Regions from separate parts of the Mus musculus genome. Here region 1 is linked to region 2. A link is a contact called in public promoter capture Hi-C data. All regions are on one chromosome and are shown on one strand. Each heading gives the region's core, a stretch centred on a gene start, on an enhancer-like site or on the middle of the called end of the contact. The rest is flanking DNA. Distances are from core to core; before and after follow the strand shown. Region 1 overlaps Fmo5 (flavin containing monooxygenase 5). Region 2 holds the start of Pdzk1 (PDZ domain containing 1).

Evidence for each region. Promoter capture Hi-C pulls out the DNA fragments that hold promoters and counts their contacts.
Region 1: a promoter capture Hi-C map of liver shows a contact between it and region 2, with 2.3 times the contacts expected there. The contact joins the enhancer-like site here to the promoter of Pdzk1 in region 2. A contact is called at or near these places in 8 of 39 promoter capture datasets (the 3T3-L1 cell line, cranial neural crest, hippocampal neurons and 4 more).

The regions. Positions count from the first base shown.
Region 1 is chr3:97,632,392-97,636,038 of GRCm38.p6, reverse strand. It overlaps Fmo5 (flavin containing monooxygenase 5), which reads right to left. Exons shown (of 9, transcript NM_001161763.1): 3 at 340-528. Among named protein-coding and RNA genes, the nearest start is that of Fmo5, 5.4 kb to the right of the region's middle. Within about 2 kb of position 1,643, at least 27 of the 459 cell types and tissues checked have an H3K27ac peak or open chromatin away from gene starts, as enhancers often do. A contact at or near this core is called in liver, where this site is marked.
Region 2 is chr3:96,828,440-96,832,322 of GRCm38.p6, reverse strand. It overlaps Pdzk1 (PDZ domain containing 1), which reads right to left and starts at 2,258. Exons shown (of 9, transcript NM_021517.3): 1 at 2,167-2,258. It overlaps 4930442L01Rik (RIKEN cDNA 4930442L01 gene), which reads left to right and starts at 253. Exons shown (of 2, transcript NR_015596.1): 1 at 253-300; 2 at 495-2,497. It also overlaps a transcript of Cd160 not described here.

The sequences.
Region 1 (3,647 bases), core at 394-2,893, 800 kb before region 2:
TAGCGCATGGTAAAGCATCCAGGAGCTGAGCGACAGTGGACAAGGAGATTTGAAAGGTCTGACTCCCACCAGCCTCCCTCATCAGTTTTTATTAAAGCCAGCATGATAGGAAGGCATGGTAAACGCCCTAGCAGATGGCTTCCTGCTTCTTCAGCAGGATGTATCTGATAGAGAGCGTTCCTTGAACATTTCCCAAGTACCAAGAGGGCAAGAGTCTTTGTGTCATATAAATCTACATCTATTTCAAGCTAGTCCTGACAGGTGACACAGGTAAATGAAGCTTCGTAATTCATTGACCCGATGAACAATTTCAAACAGGAAGAAAACAAAATCTCTTACCTTGAATTGGATATATTTGAGAAGGTCAAATTCTTTGGCATACATCCTGAAATACTCTAGGACCTGGGAGTTGTGCATGTAGTTAGGGTAATGATCTGGGATGGGGTAGTCACTGAAACACATCATTTCCTTGGAGGTGTTGATGACCACGGACTGGTAAATACTGGCCCTGCCTTCCTCAGGGGCTTCCTGTGACAAATAAGAAGTACTTATGGCAATGTGAGAATCAACTTCATGAAACATAAGTAGCCAATGAGCATTTAAAAGCGTATCTAAGTGAAACACACACACACCTACAATGTTGCATCTATGTAAGAACATTAAAAGTATCAGGCCTATTATAACTTTAAACGAAAAAGTAATATACATACCATGAAATTAAATGTACATCCTAGTCATCTAGTATACATTATATACACCTATGTTTATATAATTACATACTGTACAACCTCTCCCTTGTTTAATATATCTCTTTAGAGTACACTGTATTAATTATATATAATTTGTGCATATAATTTGAATAGGAAAATAATTTATAAAGGTAGAATTTTTTTCTTTCATTTTTATTAAAATATTTATAAAACACAAGAAAGGAAAACTCTCAGCAGACTAGTACAGAGAGACACTTCCTCAAGTCAATAAAAACAATTTAAAACAGGCAAGTAGATAACAGCACGCTTAACGGCAAGAGACTGAGTGCTTTGATTGGATGAGGAACACAAGGATGTCCTTTGGGGCCACTTTCAGAGAGCACTGTACTAAGAAGCCCTAGCTGTGTGCCCTACAAGTCATGAAAGGAAATAAAAACCAATTTTGTGGCCCATTACATGAATGTCTATGTAAAACATGTCCCAAGGAATAAAACACTAACCCTGAAGCTACAGGATACAGCCAGGCCACAGAAAAGCTGGCAAACCCAAGTCACCAGGGCTGAGAGGTGCTCAGCATGAGGACTTAAGTTTAATCCTTAGAACCTACATTAAGAAATGCCTGATGGGACAGGCTGGAGAGATGACTCAGAGGTTGAGAGCACTGGCTGCTCTTCCAGAAGTCCTGAGTCCAATACCCAGCATGCACATGGTGGCTCATAACCATCTATAAAGATATCTGGTGCCCTCTTCTGGCATATGTATACACAATACTGTATACATAATAAATAAATCTTAAAAAAACAAAAACCAAAAAAAAAACCAAAAGCCTGGTGTGGCGCCATGTGCTTGCAATTGCAACACCACAGAGGTGCAGACAGCTGAGCCCCAGGGCTCACTGCCAAGCAGTCTCATTCTTAGCAAGTAGAAGCTCATAAAAAATGAACCACGCCTGAGGAGCAACACTTACGATTGCATACATTCAAGCTGTACATGTGTACACTTGTACACACACACACAGAGAGAGAGAGAGAGAGCCAGGCTTGATGTTTATAAGCTCAGTGCTTAGAAGCTGACCTGAAGACTGCTGATGTTCAACGTCAGCATGAACTACATAGTAAATTCAAGGCCATCCTGAACTACAGAGCAAGACCCTCAAAAAACAAGTCAGTAACCTACCTGTATGTCAGAAATGAACCATTGAAAATTTTGATTTTAAAAATACACCATGTCCAAGTCCATCTTGGTCTTAAATGCTTAGGTATTAAAAGTTGTCTAGGGGCTGGAGAGATGGCTCAGCGGTTAAGAGCACTGAGTGCCCGTCCAAAGGTCCTGAGTTCCATTCTCAGCAACCACATGGTGGCTCACAACTACCTGTAATGGGATCTGATGCCCTCTTCCGGTGTGTCTGAAGACTGTAACAGTGTGCTCACACACATACATAAATAAATCTTTTTTTAAAAAAGATGTCTAGAACATGACTAAACTATAAAACACAGATAAAGAAATCAAAGGTAGACATAAATGAAAGCTGTTGTCCTCGTGGATTGGAAGAGTAGATACTGTGTGAAGATCCTGCTCCTCCTGACCTGCCCTGGCAGCACCCCAGCAATGGGGTTCTAGAGACTTCTAGAAAGAGCCAACAGTCCTTAGGTGTGGCTGGTCATAGTAACTTTCTTCCAAAGGCAGAAACGAAGATGAACTTTACACCAGCCAAGCCTGACCAACTCCACTGAAAGCTGTAATACAAACAGGACTAATCATAACAAGGGTCACCCTTGACACGATACAGCGAAAGCATGACTTCACCCCCAGGAACTTCATCAGGTGAGCCATGAGAAAAACACCAGACAAATTCAAAGGAGGCTACTCTACAAAATACTCAACCAGTCTTCCTCTAACCTACCAAGGATAACAAAACCCAGGGAATAAAAGGAACAAAGCAAGAAAATCTACGAAATCATCCAAGCCAAGAGGAGCCTAGAGAGATACAACTACCAAGTCTTAGGGGGATACTGGGATATTAAAAAAAACAAAAACAAAAAACCAAGGCATCAGAAGAAGTAAGTAAATCTAAACAAAGCATGGGTTTATGGGTACTGTCTCACTGACCGTTATAAGTGTGTCACACTAGTGTAAGATGCTAACAATCGGGGAATGAGGCAAGGTCCCAAGAGCTGGGGTTGCAGAGGTGAGCCAACATGCCTGAAGAAAACATAAAAATTAGTATAAAAAAGTGTTAATTATAACATGAAGGAGGCAATACTAGCGAAGGCAAGACAGAAGAGCAGCAGTAGGAGAATCCGAGCAGTGGCATCTGGGAGGGTGCTCATGTGACAGGAGAAACAAGGAAGAGGAGGAAAATATCAGCAGTGGCAGGTGACAAGGAAGGAAAACACCTGAATCTCGGTGATTCATTGCTAAAAAGGGAAGTCCATCATTCTTAACTGGATACGGGGTGCCCAGGGTAGAACCCCAAAGTGCTGGGATCAAGTCTATATAAGATACCTACAATTGACTGATCAATTAATGATCAATTAACTTAATGGCATCCATAGAAGGACAGCAAGACTCCAAATAATAAGCAAGGGGGTGACAGAAATAATTTCAGCAGCTGAATTCTCAGGAAATCACTGAGTATGTGAAATAGTACTTCAGCTTCCACAGCTACGTGACGGACAATGTGAGAACGACGGTTTGTGGCTTCAGGAGCATCCTAAGCAGGCAGCAGGACAGTATCTTCCTCAGGGACATGTGTATGTATGTATGAATGTATGTATGTATGTATGTATGTATGTTTGAGACACGGTCATATATGTATCTCTACCTGGTACTCCCTGTGTATACCAGGCTGGTTGCAGACTCACAGACATCTGCCTGTCTCTGCTTCCTGAGTGCTAAGATCAAAGGCATGAGCCATTGTACCCAGCTAGCATTTTA
Region 2 (3,883 bases), core at 1,009-3,508:
GTTGCTTTCTCGTTTTACTTTTGTGTTCCCATGGTTCCACCCAGCTTCACAAATACAGTATCTGTTGCTAGCCAGGTTCAGGCGGCAGATGATTCAAGCCTAGAGCCAATCTTCAGCAGCGATCAGGTAGGCAAGGTGTCATCGTTCCTATTGCAAAGCTCTGGCCTCTGCCAGGCATCCCCGAGTTCTCTGGAATCCCATACATCACACAAAGGAACTAAAGACCATTGTGACGTAGCCTTTAAGACGTGGGAGCATTTAACTTTCCCAACAGCAAGAACTAGGTCCCACCATACTCAGGTGAGGAAAAAACAGGGACTTAGAGAGTATCACAGGCTTCCAGTGCTCTTAACCGCTCATCCAGGGTGCCTACCAGGCAAGGAGATTGCGTTGAGCTGGGTGGTGTCTCCTGAGGAACCAAGGGAAGGGGCTGCTGAGGCTTGAGGGGAGGCTGTCTATCTCCATCTTACTATTCTCACCCATCTTCTATGCAGAAATATGAGAGCATTTAACCAAGATGTGAGCAGAGAGGTCCGTTTCCACATTCAGACAACCTGACAGAGATTCCAAGTGCCTCAGCCTCCTCTCCCAAGGAGTTCCAGCTCCTTTCCCTCCACACCAACTTCCTTCCCCCCGCCCCCCAAACATCTAAGCATCTATTTTGAACCAGGATCTGTCCTAAAAAACTTGGGAACACAACAAGTAACAGAGGCAAGAACCCTACACTCTTGAAACTTAACACACGGAAAGAAGACAAAGATTTCTGATGACAGATGCTATGGAGTGCTATGACATCATGACAAGATGGAGGGAGGCTCCACCTAGGAAATCCTCCTCAGATGGAAACATTCGAATTCGTCCTCAAATCGCAAGGGGCACACCCTTCAAAGCACAGACCCACCTTATACATGGAAGGCCCTTAGTGAACATCATGTCTCAACTCCTTTTAGTTGCTGGTGAGAAAATAAAGGCTCAGTGACACCAAAAGACTAGCACAGGGTCTCCTAAATGTATGGGTGCCACCTCCCGCTACCCTAGGCCACATTTGGATTTAATCATTTGAAGAGTGAGCAGCTTAGATTTGTACTTTCAGTCTCCTCAAACACACTCACATGTATAATTCTATTTCTAGAACAACCTTTGGGAAATGGTGTTTGGCTTTCCTTCAACGTATAACAAAATTGAGATGAGGCATAGATCTAATAAGTGAACCAAGACCTTCCTTAGGCATTGGTTTCCCAGACCTGTACCCTCTCCCTAGCTGCCTAGGAACACAAGATAGTATCAACAAGTCCATATGCAGAGACCTTACCAGAGTCAAAGATGAGAACAATTTGCTTGGCCATAACCCACAGCTTCAACGTCCCTGAGTTGTCTGTACATGAAAGAACTTGTGGTTCTATGTGACTAGACAATGGTGACCTGAGGCAGCAAGGGCCCTGTGACTTACGGATACAGGATGGTGCCTTCTACACCAAGGCCACCTGAGAGTCTTCATACCCAGCCCAGGAGTCTCCAGAACCGATGGACCCTTAGGGAAAGGCCCCAATGACGAGAAATGAGTTCCTTCCAAGCTTGCCTACACACAGAAGCATCTGGGAGAATTCAAGGCATTTCAGGTTCACACAAGATAGAGATTGAGAGATTCTCCCAAAGGGAGACTAGAAGACTTGAATTTGCACCCAGTCAACCCAGCAATCCGTGGCTTTCCTCGTGGCTAACACTGTCTTGGGAAACAGAAGAGGCACCGGTAGAAGTTAGATTCGGCTGTATGTTTTAAGGGCTGGCTGCCTTTGGAAGAGTCTTCCCTTATACCCTAAATGCTTGGATAGTAAAGTCTCAGAAGAAAATTCCCCGTGGCCTGGGACTTCTGTGGTCTCTGTCCCTTGGCTGTGCATCTCCATACAGCACCCCCACCTCTTCCACCCCATCGTATATATACGACACCCCTGGGAAGCGAGCAGCCCACCAATGCCTTCATGAAGTAGAGCCTGCACATCTCCAGTAAAAAGAACTGTGACACCCCTGGAAGGCCATCCTCACCCCCACTTAACCTGTGCTCCTGCCACCACAGAGGCCTCAACCCCCCCACAGCCACTTGCCAGCAAAAAGAGAAGGGATAAGTGGCCCCAGCCCAGGCAGCAGGTCGCAGACCGCTCTTCTTACCTGTGGCGAAGGATCCGCTCCGCACTGGAAATTCTCCCCGCTGTGAACACTACTAGTCTTGGAACTCACTGGACTTTGGACAAAGATTGATTTAAAAGCTGATGTATTTAACAGGGACGTGTGGTCTGAGTTCAAGTGACCTCTGTCCTGCTCCCGGCCAGCTGGCAGGGTCCTAAGCTTGAAATGCTCAAGAGGCCTCAGTAAAATCAAGCCCCGCCCCCACCCCAGCCTAACAATGGGAAGGGTAGTAGAGAAAGGTGGGGAGGGGGTGCCTCGGCCTCTCCAGTTCTATCTAATAAACAGAAGACTGGGTCACACCCAACCAATCCCCAATTCCAGTAGGAACCTCACTGTCCCTAGCCCAGGGTCAAGGTAGGGGCTAATCACCAGCCATCTTCCACACTCAGGCTGTCCTGAGAGCAAGACACTACAACTCCTACCCGGAAAGCTACCAAGAGGCCAAAGCCCCAGAGAAGGCAAAGGCCCTGTTTCTGGGTCCTACCTCCACTGTGGGGAGAGCTCTCCTAGCTCACTCAGGGGCCTCCTTGCTTCTTTCTGGCTCCCTCCCCTCTCCCGATGGCTGCCTCTGTTCTCTAACTATTGATACCTGTCTTCCTCTTCACACACTCTGTCTCTCAAGAAGGCAGCTGGGCAGTAGCTGTTCCCCCGTGGCCTGGCGTTGCTGAACAGGCCGCTAGCCTCAGCCACCGCAGCAGCTGATCTCTATCAACCACACCCACACAAACCATCCTCACCTGGATTCTCAGCCCACATTCCTAATTCAGAGCAGGAGACATCTTAGAACAGTGAGACCAGGCAGGCCCCAGGCTGTGGGCTGGATGGCCTCGTCTTTTCTCCACTCATGAAGAGCTGGCCATTTGTCTTCCCTGAGTCTTGACTTTGCCCTCAACCCAGGTGTGAGCTAAGCCAGTGGGTAAGAAGTTTAAATTGACATCAGGGCCACTTCATCATCTCCTGCTGCCTTCTGTCTCTAGGCTATATTCTCTGAACCTCTAATATAACTTGCAAAGCCATGGGGGTAGACTGGGATGCTCTAGGTTTAGGATCAGAACACCTGAGTTGAAACTGACCCTTCCAGTTTCCAATGTTTGATCTGGGCTGATTATCTTTCTTACAGCATTATGGCTGGGACACAGGGTGCCACACACACACACACTATAACATTTTATATGACAATATAAAAAGTTAATATCGTGCCTATAATTAAGTCTGATCTGATTAATGTGGAGCCTATAGGGTATACTCTACTGATTATATAGGTCTAATAGGATCATCCCTTTCTTTAGCCCTTTTCGTGTGACATGGTTTTCATCTTTGAAATAAGAAAGCTTAGATCCTCTGCTTAATAATCCTCCCCAGGATCACTTGACCAGGAGGACGGGAGAGCCAGCCTCCAACTCCGCCCCTGTCTTAGATCAGTCGTTTACAGCTTTGATAAGGCCTCCTGCTGTCAGGAATCGCTTTCTGTGTTCTCCTTTGCCAGGAGTTGTGAACAGGGGCCGATAATGAGCCGTTCTCCTTTGTTAGGGAGACAGAGTTGGGATTTTCTGGGCCACTTCCAACACGGAGATGTGATGAGCCTAAATGTGCTGGGTTTTAAGGTGAGCACGAAGCCTGCCCTTGGGAGTGCGCAGTGTAAGCTCTGGCTTGTCTGTAGAGTCCTGCAGATGAAGTGTGAGCACGGGATGTAGCACGG